2 separate regions of the Mus musculus genome follow, and region 1 is linked to region 2. A link is a contact called in public promoter capture Hi-C data. All regions are on one chromosome and are shown on one strand. Each heading gives the region's core, a stretch centred on a gene start, on an enhancer-like site or on the middle of the called end of the contact. The rest is flanking DNA. Distances are from core to core; before and after follow the strand shown. Region 1 holds the start of Rab11fip2 (RAB11 family interacting protein 2 (class I)). Region 2 holds the start of Ccdc186 (coiled-coil domain containing 186).

The links. Promoter capture Hi-C pulls out the DNA fragments that hold promoters and counts their contacts.
Region 1: a contact with region 2 is called in a promoter capture Hi-C map of pre-B cells, with 2.2 times the contacts expected there. The contact joins the promoter of Rab11fip2 here to the promoter of Ccdc186 in region 2. A contact is called at or near these places in 2 of 39 promoter capture datasets (liver and pre-B cells).

The regions. Positions count from the first base shown.
Region 1 is chr19:59,941,965-59,947,636 of GRCm38.p6, forward strand. Rab11fip2 (RAB11 family interacting protein 2 (class I)) reads right to left here and starts at 1,400. Exons shown (of 6, transcript NM_001033172.3): 1 at 684-1,400. The coding sequence starts at 1,036.
Region 2 is chr19:56,820,837-56,827,445 of GRCm38.p6, forward strand. It overlaps Ccdc186 (coiled-coil domain containing 186), which reads right to left and starts at 1,363. Exons shown (of 16, transcript NM_170757.2): 1 at 1,152-1,363. It overlaps Tdrd1 (tudor domain containing 1), which reads left to right and starts at 5,373. Exons shown (of 26, transcript NM_001002238.2): 1 at 5,373-5,428.

The sequences.
Region 1 (5,672 bases), core at 150-2,649, 3.1 Mb after region 2:
TTTTCATCGAAGAAGTCATTAAATCACTGCATCACAAGACTGTAATCACTGTCTCTGATCTTACACAACAGCTTTGCTGAACTAATTCTTCAGTAAACAATAGCTCCACTATACTGTAAATTCAAAGGGAAAATGTCAGTGGGCTCAAGACTGAAGATGTCTGTGCAGACTTCCAAAACTTTTGTTCTTTTAACAACTTTCTACCCTATCAAGAAGTACTGACCCTGAAAACTGGTGGAGCAAAAATAAGGCCAACTGTTTCCAATGCTGAAATAAAGAGTTCTAAACCTAGTAACTTATCTTTTGACACCCTTTACTAGTAATTTATTTTTTTAACAGTGCTCAACAAACATAGACCTAATGGTACGCATATATTTAATTTTCTGGTTTTCTAGTTCATGCTCTAGGCCTCTTATAAAAAGTATTAAAACCCAGTGCAAAATATTCCACTAAGAGCTCTTAACCTCACACAGAAATGAGAAAAAAAAATGGTTTACTAATCACTCCATTAAAAAAAAAATCAGAGTAAAGGCTATTTCCCTTCAAAGTCATGCAAAGAGAAGTGCTTAATACTGGATCCTATTTCAATCCCAAAGACCAATGCCTCAAATATACTATGTTCAAGAACAGTAAATCCATATATCTTTAAGTACCCAAAATTCAAAATAAATTATATAACTTACTCTGTTTTCCTTCTTTGTTTGTCCTCAAAGATGTCATTGAGATTGATTGCCACCTGCCCTAAAAACTTATCCAGTCCCACCAGGGACCTGTGCATCACTATAAGAAAAAGAATGTATTTCTCCGGACTACCCTGCATGAGCAACCCAGGCAGCTCAAAGGAGGCCTCCTCCTTCCAGACCGGCTCCAGGGTTTTCTCTGCTACAGATGTAGAATACTTCTCTTTGCCCAACTGAATTATGGTGTATGTGTCATTGGTACCACTTTTGCCTTTTGGCTTCAGATCTTTAGCTTGGAGCACTGTGACCTGCACGTGGGTTGGAAACCACTTTTGGGCTTGCTCAGACAGCATCATTCTGGGTTTTTTGTTTTGTTTTGTTTTTCGGTTTTGTTTTTTGTTGTTGTTGTTTTGTTTTCTCTGCGCAGAGTTCAGAAGCGCAGGCAGAGCCCCTCCCGCGGGGAGAGCCCCGTACCCTGATCACTGCATCCTTAAGAGCACTTCAGTGAGCTGGGCAGTCAGGGCTGCCGCGAGGTCCCTAAGGGCTGCTGTCAGGAGGACCGGTAGGGAGGCCGCCGCCGCTGCTGGGGTCCCTTTCTTCCGTAGAAGCACAGGGGCCCACATCACCTCCGCGCCTTCCGGGCCTCCGCGCGCAGCCCCGCGCCCCGCTTCGCCGCTATCCTGAAACCTGCGCCCCTAGGGCCCGGCCTCCGCCCCGCGCGGCCCGGCTCCTCCTCCGACCCGGCTGATACGAACCGTCGACGGCCGTGGGGCCTGGCTCCCTCCGCCCGCCCGCGCGGCCTCGCCTCGGCTCCTCCCCCCCAAGAGTGGCGCAGGCCTGGGCGAGCGGGGCGGAAGCGGCCGACCTGGACCGGTGTCGGAGGGACGCGGAGCGCGGGTGGCAAACCGAGGCCGGGCGGTGTCACCGGGTGAGGCCTGGCCAGCAACCCGCGGCTCCTAGCGCCCGGCGCGCGGCGGCCGCGCCACTTCCGGGTTGGCCGTCTCCATGTTGAGTGGGGCTGCGCGAGGGGCGGGGCCGGGCGGGGTTGGGGGTCAGCGCCTCCCTGGTTGCCTTGACGACGGGGCGCGCGGTGCGGGACGCGGAGGCTGGGATGCGCGCGCTGGACGGTGGGTGCTGAGGTTCCAACCTGTCGGTTGCAGCGGGCTGGGGAACTGTGAGCCCGCAGAGGCCGACAAGGGGTTCTGGGAGGCGGCACTGGGCCCTATACACCGCCCGCTATTGGGAGAGAACCGGTTTCCATCTTGGAAGGCAGAAATCTGTTCCAGCTGTGTGTTCAGTCCTAGCTGGGCGCTGGTGTCCTTTAATGGTGGTAGTTCTTCTTGAGTGACAGTTCAGACTTCGTCCAACCGTTCTCCATCGTCTTGAAGAGGAAACCTTCAACTGACTAAAGGGACCTCCTCCTGAGCACAGACCAAAAGCAAAGGATGCAGATAGATTCCAAAGCTTAATAAAGATTCTCTTGCTTAATAAAGATTCCCTTGCTTAATAAAGATCATAGACGCTTTGGGATGGCGTCAGAAGACCAGGCCCCCATGCCTGCCACCATAATTCTACGGAACTATTTAGTCTTTTTTCCCCCTTTCTAAGTTGTGTGTATGGCGTCCAAGTCAAAAGCATTCCCTGAGCGCTCACTGTCAAGTCCTCCAGGAATCCAAACCCCAACTTCATGGCCAGAGAGGACAGGAGTACTGTCTCTGCTTTTCAGTCTCAGGAGATGCATACTACCTCTGTTGACTTTATTTCTGTCCATGTCTGCCTAGGAAAATTCTGAAGCTCTTTGGACTGCACTTCCTGGCAGCACATCCAACCTGCGGCCAACAATAGCTATGAATGAGGCCAAACCCAACCTTAAATGCTATGAGAGTATTTAACTGCATTGTGCTTTTCTTCAGGGAGAACTTTGCAGACAGACAACAGCTCTCCAAGCAATGTCAAAAGATTAGACATCCCTGAAGGACTTTAGAGAACTAAGCATTAAACAGACATGCTAACCAATCTGTTGACTGACTAAATGCTTTTCTCCCTTTATGGGACTAATTTTGAGAATAAATATGATAGATAGGAATGTGCTTTATCCAACTTAAAATGGTCATAAACTGTAAGGTATTGGGTTTATTATTATCGGGCAAGTTTTAGAACTTCTGTTATACAAGCTGAGTTTCCATCCCGGGGAGAGCTGAGTTTCCATCCCGGGGAGACAGTGTTTGAAAAGGCCATGTGTGCAAAGCAGAACAAAATCATCTCACTGTGCACATAGCATCTGGATCCCAGAGCGGGCAGTTGTCAACTCTAAAGAAAAAATATTTTCAGGGATTTGTAAAGAGTACATTGGAGCAGTCAGTGGTGGAATTTCACCAGCATCTCTAGAGAGAAATAATATGACACCTGAAACTTGTAGAGAAACAAAATAAGTGTTTTGACATCCAATTTAAGCCTAGTTTTATAAACTGCATTTCAAAGGTTTCACATTTCTATTAGAGGTTGTAATTAAACAATAGGCAATTATAATAATGGATTGTGTTTTTAAAGCACTTACAGTGTTTGCTAAGCTTTATTAATGGTTATAAACTTGTTTACAAGTATCATTCCCCTCATTGTTGAAATGCAGCCATTTCTAGGGTGGAAGTTGGCTACAGCAGTCCACAGCAACGCAATAACAGGCTCCAACACAATGCAGAAAATGCTCTAAATTCAAGCACTGACAATTGATATTGTCCTCTCTTTTATCACACCTACATTTGAGTTTTTTCAAAACTTAGCTAGAGCCAAAATTGTTTAATATTGCTGAGTAGCAAGATAGGAATTCGTGACATAATAGTTTTAAGTCTGAATAAGAAAATAGCATCTTTTTGCTCATGGGAACCAAATGAACACACAAACCATAAGAGCCAAAGAAAGTCTAGAATTGCATTATAAAAAAGAAGCAATTTCCTAGAGTGATTCCTTTTTATTGCATCACTACATTCAGAATATAAAAGCATGTCGGCTAAGCCAAGAATATGATTGGCTCATATGAAAAAATAATATTTATATAAGACCTGAGATCAAAGTGCTCTACTAAAGTGTTCAGGTTTTTGTAAGTTTTAAAAATGATTTTTACCACTTTTAAAGTGTATGTGTAGTTATTTTTAAAGTTGGGAAGATCATATGAGTGAATACAGAAAACCCCAAAATGGAAGACAGCTACTTATTTTTAAATTTCTTTTTCTTTTTTGTTATTAGTAATGATATGTCCAGAAATCTTTAATGCAATTCTAAAAACAAGGCAGTGGGGGTAAAGGACATATTTTAGAGGAGGAAAAGGTTGAGAATTCTGATTTTATATTGTAAACACTTGATTCGGTGAGAAAAATTTGACCAGAAAGTTAAAGTGATCACAATTGTCCACCACATGCACAGCTCACAAGATTCCATGGATGAAAACAGCAGGTACTGCGCCTTTCAAGACAGCTCCACAAGGGAGTTTATTCCTAGCACGTTGGAAGGCTTTCCCATTGAACATCCACATCTCTAAGCTCGCATCTTGTGGCTCTCCTGTAGGACAATTATGAACACTCAGTATTTAAATAGTCCACTGGGTCCAGCGTGTTAATGCTTTAGCATGCATTATGTAATGGGTGGTGTGTTAATTGTTTTCCAGATGGAGATGGAGACGCTAAAGAGAAGCAAAAACCTTTTCCAGGGTATTGTTAAGACCTTCAAACTTCAGATACAGACACTCACTGAATGCGAGCGCTTTACTTTAAGTAAGAAATTATTTGGCACATCGAAGCCTAACAAGGACTCGCAAGGACTAGTGTCGGGGATTTGAGAGGTTGTTTGTTTCATTTTCATCACTGCACTGATTAATCAGTCCTGTGGAGTCGTGAGGACTTAGACTGTGATACATGAGAGGCAATATGTTATGTAGCGTACAAAGCCTGGGCCAGAAGCCTGGCTCTGAATCCCATGTTTGCGTATTGCTGGCTATGTATCTTTAGGAAGAAAATTTCCTTCTTTTAGCCATCTGTAAAATCAGAGTCTGTCCTAACAAACACCAGGGCATCTCCTCCCAGTCCTGATTCCAACTAGTCCAACTGTAGCACGAAGAAGCAAATTGCATTTTAATTACCTAATTGGGTACAGAAAATATACTAAAGCAGATTTCCTTTTTATGTAATTTATTAATGATGGATCCCCTAATTTGGAAGGAATAGATATGTATATATGTATGTATATATCTCAAGATGTCCTGTGTATTCTCTTCCCCCAAATGAAAGCAATTAATGATCAGAGAAAGGAAGCAAATGTAACTCTAATTAATTGGCCCTTCTTGAGGAAATCGACACCAAACAGCTCAAGATTTGGAAGAAATTACACACAGGGCAAGTGGCTTGAAAAGCCTTGAACAGTTCCCTTATAGCCATCAGTATAACTTCTGTTATCGGCAGCTTCTTTGAACTATGAAGAGATGCTGGGGAGGGCAAGAAATTGTGAAGCAGAGCACACATTTGCACATAAGGACGTTTCATGTAAAAGATTTTCCATTTCTTGATTATGGTCTCATAATATTATGTCAGACAACCTTTGTTCCCTCAACCAAATAGATGCATATGAATTCATATAACAGGAATGTATTCATGACAACTGCTATATGGTATTGGACAAGATGAATAAACCCCATTTGATCTTTTGTCCTTCCAAGGAACATTGAAATTGTTTCCAATTTTTAGCTATCATAAACAACGGTTTGTAGATGTACAAATTGTCTCCTTATGAGCATGCACAGAGAGTAGGGGTTTTTTTTGTAATAATACCTCTCTTTTGAAAATATATTCATTTAGTTATTTAATTAGTTATCAGATGGGAAAAATACCACAGCACCCAAGTGGAGGTCAGAGGACAACTTGCAAGAGCTGATTCTCTTCTTCCTCCACATGGGTCCTGGGGAATGAATTAGATCATCTGTCTTGTGGACAGACACCTCTGCCA
Region 2 (6,609 bases), core at 113-2,612:
GAGTGCCCCTTCTTCTACCACTCAGGATTTCAGTCTGGAAAAAAAAAAAAAAATCAGACTGGGAAATGTCACCCTTACTCCATGGAACCTGTTCTCAATCAAACACCTTAAGTTTCTATTGTTTTAAATTAGAAAAGGCCTTCAAAAAAACTAAACACAGTCCCTGTGTCTTCTGGTAGCCTTCCAAAGTCATACTTACCTATTACCCTGTACAAAGGAGAAGGAAGGCCTTGGTGCAACAGTACAAGATTATGGCCTGCCCAAAATCTGCACATGGGAACATGGGAAGACCAAAAAGGAACCATAAAAGAAGTAGGCCAATCATTACTGTTGTTTCATTTGTGTAACCATTAATTAACGAAGAGCTAAAAAGTAGCTGCACACGGTGGACTTGATACACAAGACGCATCCGTTTCAGTATCACTTGTCTCTGGGTCCTTAATCTCCTTCACAATTAAGTGCACAAAGGCCACATCCACGCTAATAAACCTAACACTTAACAGACCGATTTTCCTTGGGATGGCTGGCTACACGTGCACTTTGAAACACTGTCATAACTGATTTGTTTCATCTTTTCCTCAGACAAGCACCCTGTGTACCACTTCAGAAGAAAGGAAAAGGCTGGGACATCAAAGGACCGTGCGTGACACTGGGTCTGAGACATCTTTTCTGGTTCGCTGTCATATTTTTTTACTGTAGTCTTTTCTGACTCTAACCCAGGTGTTCTGCGTACAAACCCGAGTCTCCTCTCTAAATAACAATCAAGATGTGAATATTGTAACAAGTTACGAATTGTTGGCAGCTGAGCCATCATTCTCCCCGCGCGCTGTTTCCCTGGGATTGCTACTTTGAGGATAGGTAGAAGGGGAGAGAGAAATCTGAAATGGTTTCCCTACCAAGGTGAAAATATATGAAAATACATCGGGATCTTTGGAAAAGCCGAACGCTGCGGACCGCGTCCCCGGAGATACCGCGCTGGTGCGGCGGGGGAGCGGCCGCGCCTCCGGGCACAGCCCCCCGAGGGCCCCGCCAGCCCCGTCACGTCCACGCGCGGAGTTGCGTACAGCCCGGGGCTACCACCCCGTCACGTCCACGCGCGCAGACCAGCGCTCCCCGAGCGCGCCCGTCCCGGACGCCCCTCGGCCACTCACCGTCCGTCGTCCAGCCCCGGGCCGCACCCTAGCGAGGCCGATGGAGCTCCGGCTCCAGGGCCGACGAACCCATGGCGGCGTGTAGCCGACGCGGAGTGGGTGAGGAAGTCACGCGCGGAGACCACTGCAGATCCCGGGCTCTCAGCGGAGGTTTTCCCCCAAAACCCCTGCGGAGCTGACACATCAACAAAGATGGCGGCGACGCCTAAGCCGGCGCGGCTACAGCTGAGGGGGCGGGGCTCCCTGAACGAGCCAATCAGCGCGGCGCGGACCGCGTGACGTTAAGCACCTGGAGGCGGGCGTGGTTTTCGAGGCGCCGCCTCCAGTCCTCGCGGTTTCTAGAGGCCCCGCCCAGCATCTCCGTGCCACCTCCACTTAAGCCCAAGGAGGCTGTAGCAGGCTGTTGTTGTCCGGTTGGGCCACTCTTTCCCTTTCCCGTCCCAAGCCGGTGCTTTCTATCGGAAGGAAGTTGCCATCTTTTTTTCTTCACCCTTTGGCCGGTCATCTAATGAGTCAGTGGCATAAAGTAATAAAAGAGAACTAGAGATTGTGGCTTCCCGGTTCTGATGGTGCAAACTTTGCGCTGCCTGTGGGTGAGCCAAGTCCGCAGGAGCAGCTGACTTGGGCATGCGAGCTTCATCTCTGGGAGAGAGCTCTGCAGGGTTTCCATAATAATAATTGACCTGGGATCTCCAAGTGGCACCGAGTGCCATTGTTTACTAGTAAGCTTGTTAGTGTGCTCCACGCAGAGGACCTAAGCCTGCCTGGGCTGCGTAACCCATCCGGTTGCATGGTTGCACGCAGGTTGTATATTATAGTGACTAAGCCCAGTTGGAGGAGGTAGGGAAGGTGAGCAGTTTTAGTCTGGAGGTTTTGCAAACCACCTCTGTCCGGAGAAAAGATGTGTTAAAGTTCTGGGCCGTGTAGACAGTTGTAAGTGAAAATAGTTAAGACTCGTCTTCAGTGGCAAGTTTGTAAATCCAAGCATATTACTGTTAAATTACTTTCATAATTGCTGAGGAGGAAAATCTTCAATGTGGTATATTACTAACCCTCTGTCTTTTTTTAATCAGAAAATGACAACTCCCTCCTCAAATTATGGTAATGTATTACAGTACGTTTTACAATTAAGGTGCGGTGGTGACTTGAATAGACTCATGTATTTGAATGCTTGGCCCATAGGAAGTGGCACTATTAGGAGGTGTAGCCTTGTTGGACAGGGTATGTCATTGTGGAGGAAGGCTTTGAGCTCTCATATAAATGCTTGAGCTACACCCAGTGTGAGACATATTCGGTCTCCTCCTTGCTGCCTTCCAATCAAGAGGTAGAGCTCTCTGCTCTTTGTCTCTAACCCTAACCCTCAACCCCCTGCACACTGCTGTGCGTCCCAGCGTGATAATAATGGACTAAACCTCTGAACCTGTAAAACCAGCCTTGATTAAATGTTGTCTTTTATAAGAGTTGCCTTGGTGTGAAGAGTGTCAATTCACAGAAATGAGACCCTAACTATGGGTTGAGCCGGGAGTAGTGGCTTACAATGGTTATCCAGGCATTTGGGAGGTGCAAGTAGGAACCACTTAGGGTTTAGCCTGCAGGAGACCCTTTTCCTAAATGCATACGTATATACATACATGCATGCATTCATACAGACATACATAGGTTTTCTTACTTTGAAAAGAATGGCTGGACTTTAAACATTCCTAGTAAGGTATGTTATCCCAAAAGGAGGGAAGACACACTGAGTTGTTTATCTGTTCATATTGTTAGAAGTAACATTAGCATTATTTCTGAAATGTACTTCAGAACTTATAACTGGTAAGAAAATGTATTAAGCATGTCTGGGAAACTAATTTTTTAAATCATAAGAGAGAAGAAATACAGGTGTAAAACCAAAGAGATGAGATGGAAACGCTGCAATCTGAAGTGGAAACGCTAAGGGTTCTTTGGAACGTGCTGGATGGTGTTCTGCTGGGGCAAACACATGAAGGAGTGTTCCGTTAAAGTGGACACAGGCATGAAAGGCTAAGTGAAGGAATGTTTCCCTGAAGCAGACACAGGAGAGGATGCTAAAGCAAAGGCTGGGGCCTGGCTGTCTCTGCTAGGTCGTGCCACCGCTGCTGATTTCCTGCTTGCTATCCTGACTCCACTGAACTGAACTGCTGGTGTGTCTGTGAAGTGTTTGCACGTGGATCGAGCTGCTGCTGTCTTTGAACTGTGAAGTGAACTGATGATTTCCTGACAACACAGATGGGAGTTGCTCCAAAGAACCTTTCTAAACAGGTCCACTCTCCCCCCACAACCCCCATATCCTTTCTTTTCCACTAACTCTGGTGGGTGGTGGGCTCCAAGGGAGGCTAAAGTGTTTAAGAGCCATCATTAAAAATCGGTTTTGAACAAGCTAAAGTTACAGCAATCCTACATTTGGATTTAGAAATATCACGATGAAATTGGAGATTTATTTTTTTCATGGAGAAGTCGGTGCTACAATATTTGCCTTAGCATGGGGGAAGGCCTGGAATTCAGTCCTGGGGGTGATGGGTGACTACTGAAAAGAATCCCAACAGCCTAACGCACACCCTTACTCTCCACATCTCTATTTTCCACCAAAGAGCCTGGACTGAAAAGTTACAAGGCGTGGCTACGAGTTTGGAGCAAGAAGTGTGTAAAATAGCGTAGGACATATTCTGTTCAGAGGTGGGGCATAACGACTTTCTCCTCTATCACATTGTGTGGAAAGGGGGAAACTTTACGGGGCAGAAATGTAATAAATGTCAGTCATATGATGACGCCTGTTATTCATTATTGTGAATCATGTTCATAAAATGTATCAGACAGTATCCTACAATAAAAGTGTGACTTTGCCTCTGTAGTCTTCCAAACAACTCATACTCCATTCCTATCAAGTGCATCAGACAAACCCCAGGACCAGGAGGATGCTTCCAAAAGCCTCCTCGGTGCTCCTGGAAGCTGTCAATCAGGAGAAACTGCCTTGGCTATGGGAAGATAGCTAAATGTGATGTTAGATTCTGGCTAAAAAGATGTATAGAAGCAGGGCAGGAATCCGAACAAATCATGGGCTTCGTTAATAACAGCAGTTTCAAACATGTTTGTTTTAGGAGAAACTGATTGTAACCTCACCAATGAGAACTCTTCTTTTTCTATATTCTAGAAATTAATAAAAATGAAGAAAAGATAATGACCGGCATGATAGCTGAAGGAAAAGAGAGAAAAAGAAATTAAAAAAGGAAGGACATGACTGCTCCTAGGTATGGTGTAGTAGGAGGTTTATTATAGACATGAGGGAGAGCAGAGACAGAGACATCTAAGAGAGTCCAGAGGGAACCTGACCCTGACCTGGGTTCTGTGAGGAGCCGGGGAGAGGGAGAGCCAGGAGAGAAAAGGGTAGACAAAAGCCTGGAGAACCAACATGGCCAGATTATATAGGGAAAGGCAGCTGGGGGAAGAGCAGCCCAGACCCTGGGCTGGAGAAGTTTAGGGGTTGGGGGTGGGGTATGCCAGTCATACCCTGTAACAGGTAGGGACTGAGGGATGCTGGGAGAACCTATCAGCCAGGTCCAATTTGATATATTAAATAGGCACTCAACCATTCGTCCTGGGTTTGAGACATAACAGTAGTCCATGCCTTTAAAACCCCAGCATTCCAGAGAACCACAGGTGGTTGGTTATCTCTGAGTTCACGGCCAACCCGGTCAACATTGCAAGTGACAGAGGCACGTGGGTCTCTGTGCTCAGGGTCTACATCCAAGTAACAGGCCAGCTAGAGATTACATAATGAGATACAGTCTCAAAACAAAGGAACCGACTTCCCAAAAGTTGTGCCCTGACTTCCACATATGTGCCATGGCACAAAATAAGTGAAAATGTAAAAAGAACAAAGACATAAATCTGAGCATTGCTTCTTAACATTCAAGAAGTGACTGTTTGGGGGCCTGGGTCTGGCGTGTTTAGTTTCCAGAGGAGGCAGGCCCAGGAGAGTAAGCTGGAAAACCAAAAGTCCCTCACCTAGTTAAAATAGCAACCTCAGTGACTCTCAGCGCGGCCTCCGGGACACCTTTCTAGAGAAAGCTAGAAATTCCTGTAAAGCTAGAAATTCCTGGGTGAGCCTGCACCACCACCAAGCACCTGCGGGTGATCAATCAGAGCAGCTCCGCAGGCTCGGCTGCACTGGGCGCGTGGGTGGGGCTGCGCGCACGTGGGAGTAAACTGCGCAGGCGCGGGCCCCGCACCACGCGGCGGCTTTGAGCGTCCGAGGCGAGGTGAGCACGGGTGGAGCTCCTGGACCTCGGAGCTGCGGGGTAGGGCAAACGCCAGCATGAGTGGTCAGCTTCAGAAACCAGTCCGGGCCAGCGCCCTTTCTTCTTTTTCTGGGTCAGGCGGTCCAGGGCGCCCGGGCTCCGGAGCTCGGTTTCCAAGACGGTCTCGGGCGTGGGTCGTTGGGAGCCGGAAGTCCAGAGCTGGACGTTGAGGTCGGGCGTTACACCGGGCGGGCGTTGGGCGGGCACAGGAGCTGCACGTTGGGGACAGGCTGGAAGGGCAGAGACCCCGGGGCTGTCCCAGAGCAATGGGTGTGAGTGGATTCTGGCTGGGTTATAGGGAGCAGAGCCCAGGAACTGGGATATGGGCAAGCAGAGGCCCCGTGCACGGTTTGGAAACGGCGCTTTTAAAGTGTCAAAGTGTATGTGTGTGTTTTTCCACACTCGAAGACTTGTGGATTCAGTGCTTTGGTTGAAGTCACAGCTAGAGTGCCAACTTTATAGATTCTTTCCCTAAACCCTTTTGCCTCCTATAGAATCAGTAGGATTACCAGGTTTATAAAGTGAGATGACTAACTTCTGCTGGGTCACTCTTGGCACTTGCCTTGCCTTTCCTAGACCTCAGGTGTAAGTAAGTTTCTCTATTAGGCCTCCGGAGTTAAGCAGACTGCAGTAGTCTAAGTAGGTATATCAGGTGGGTGCTGGGCCCGAGTCGGATATGGTGGATGGAAGGTGGCAACTATTCCCATCTACTAGTCACTTGCATTTAAAAGTAATGTACTTTAACCATGAGAGTACACCTATCTTAAACGTGCAACCCCTCCTGGTCATGGTTTACCACCAAAATCTCACTCCACACTGAGGTGGGAGGCACAAAGGATAACAAATTCAAGGGCAGCAAACGAAATCTTGTAACCTTGTTCCTCATGACACAAAGAAAGTCTGGGGAGTACGTATTTGTGATAGTGATTTTCGGCGTGCGCATACACGCAACTATGCGCATGCCCGTCCATCCTTGTCCCACAAATGAATTGTTTGCTGCTCCTTGCGGGGAGGAGGGTGTTAGAAAGCAGCCCCCCTTTCCCTGAGTGGTTTAAATCCTTGCCCCTTGTCTAATCTTCATGGTAGTATCTAGGAGGAAGCTACTGCTTCTGCCTGCATTTTATAGTTGCTGAATCCTAGAA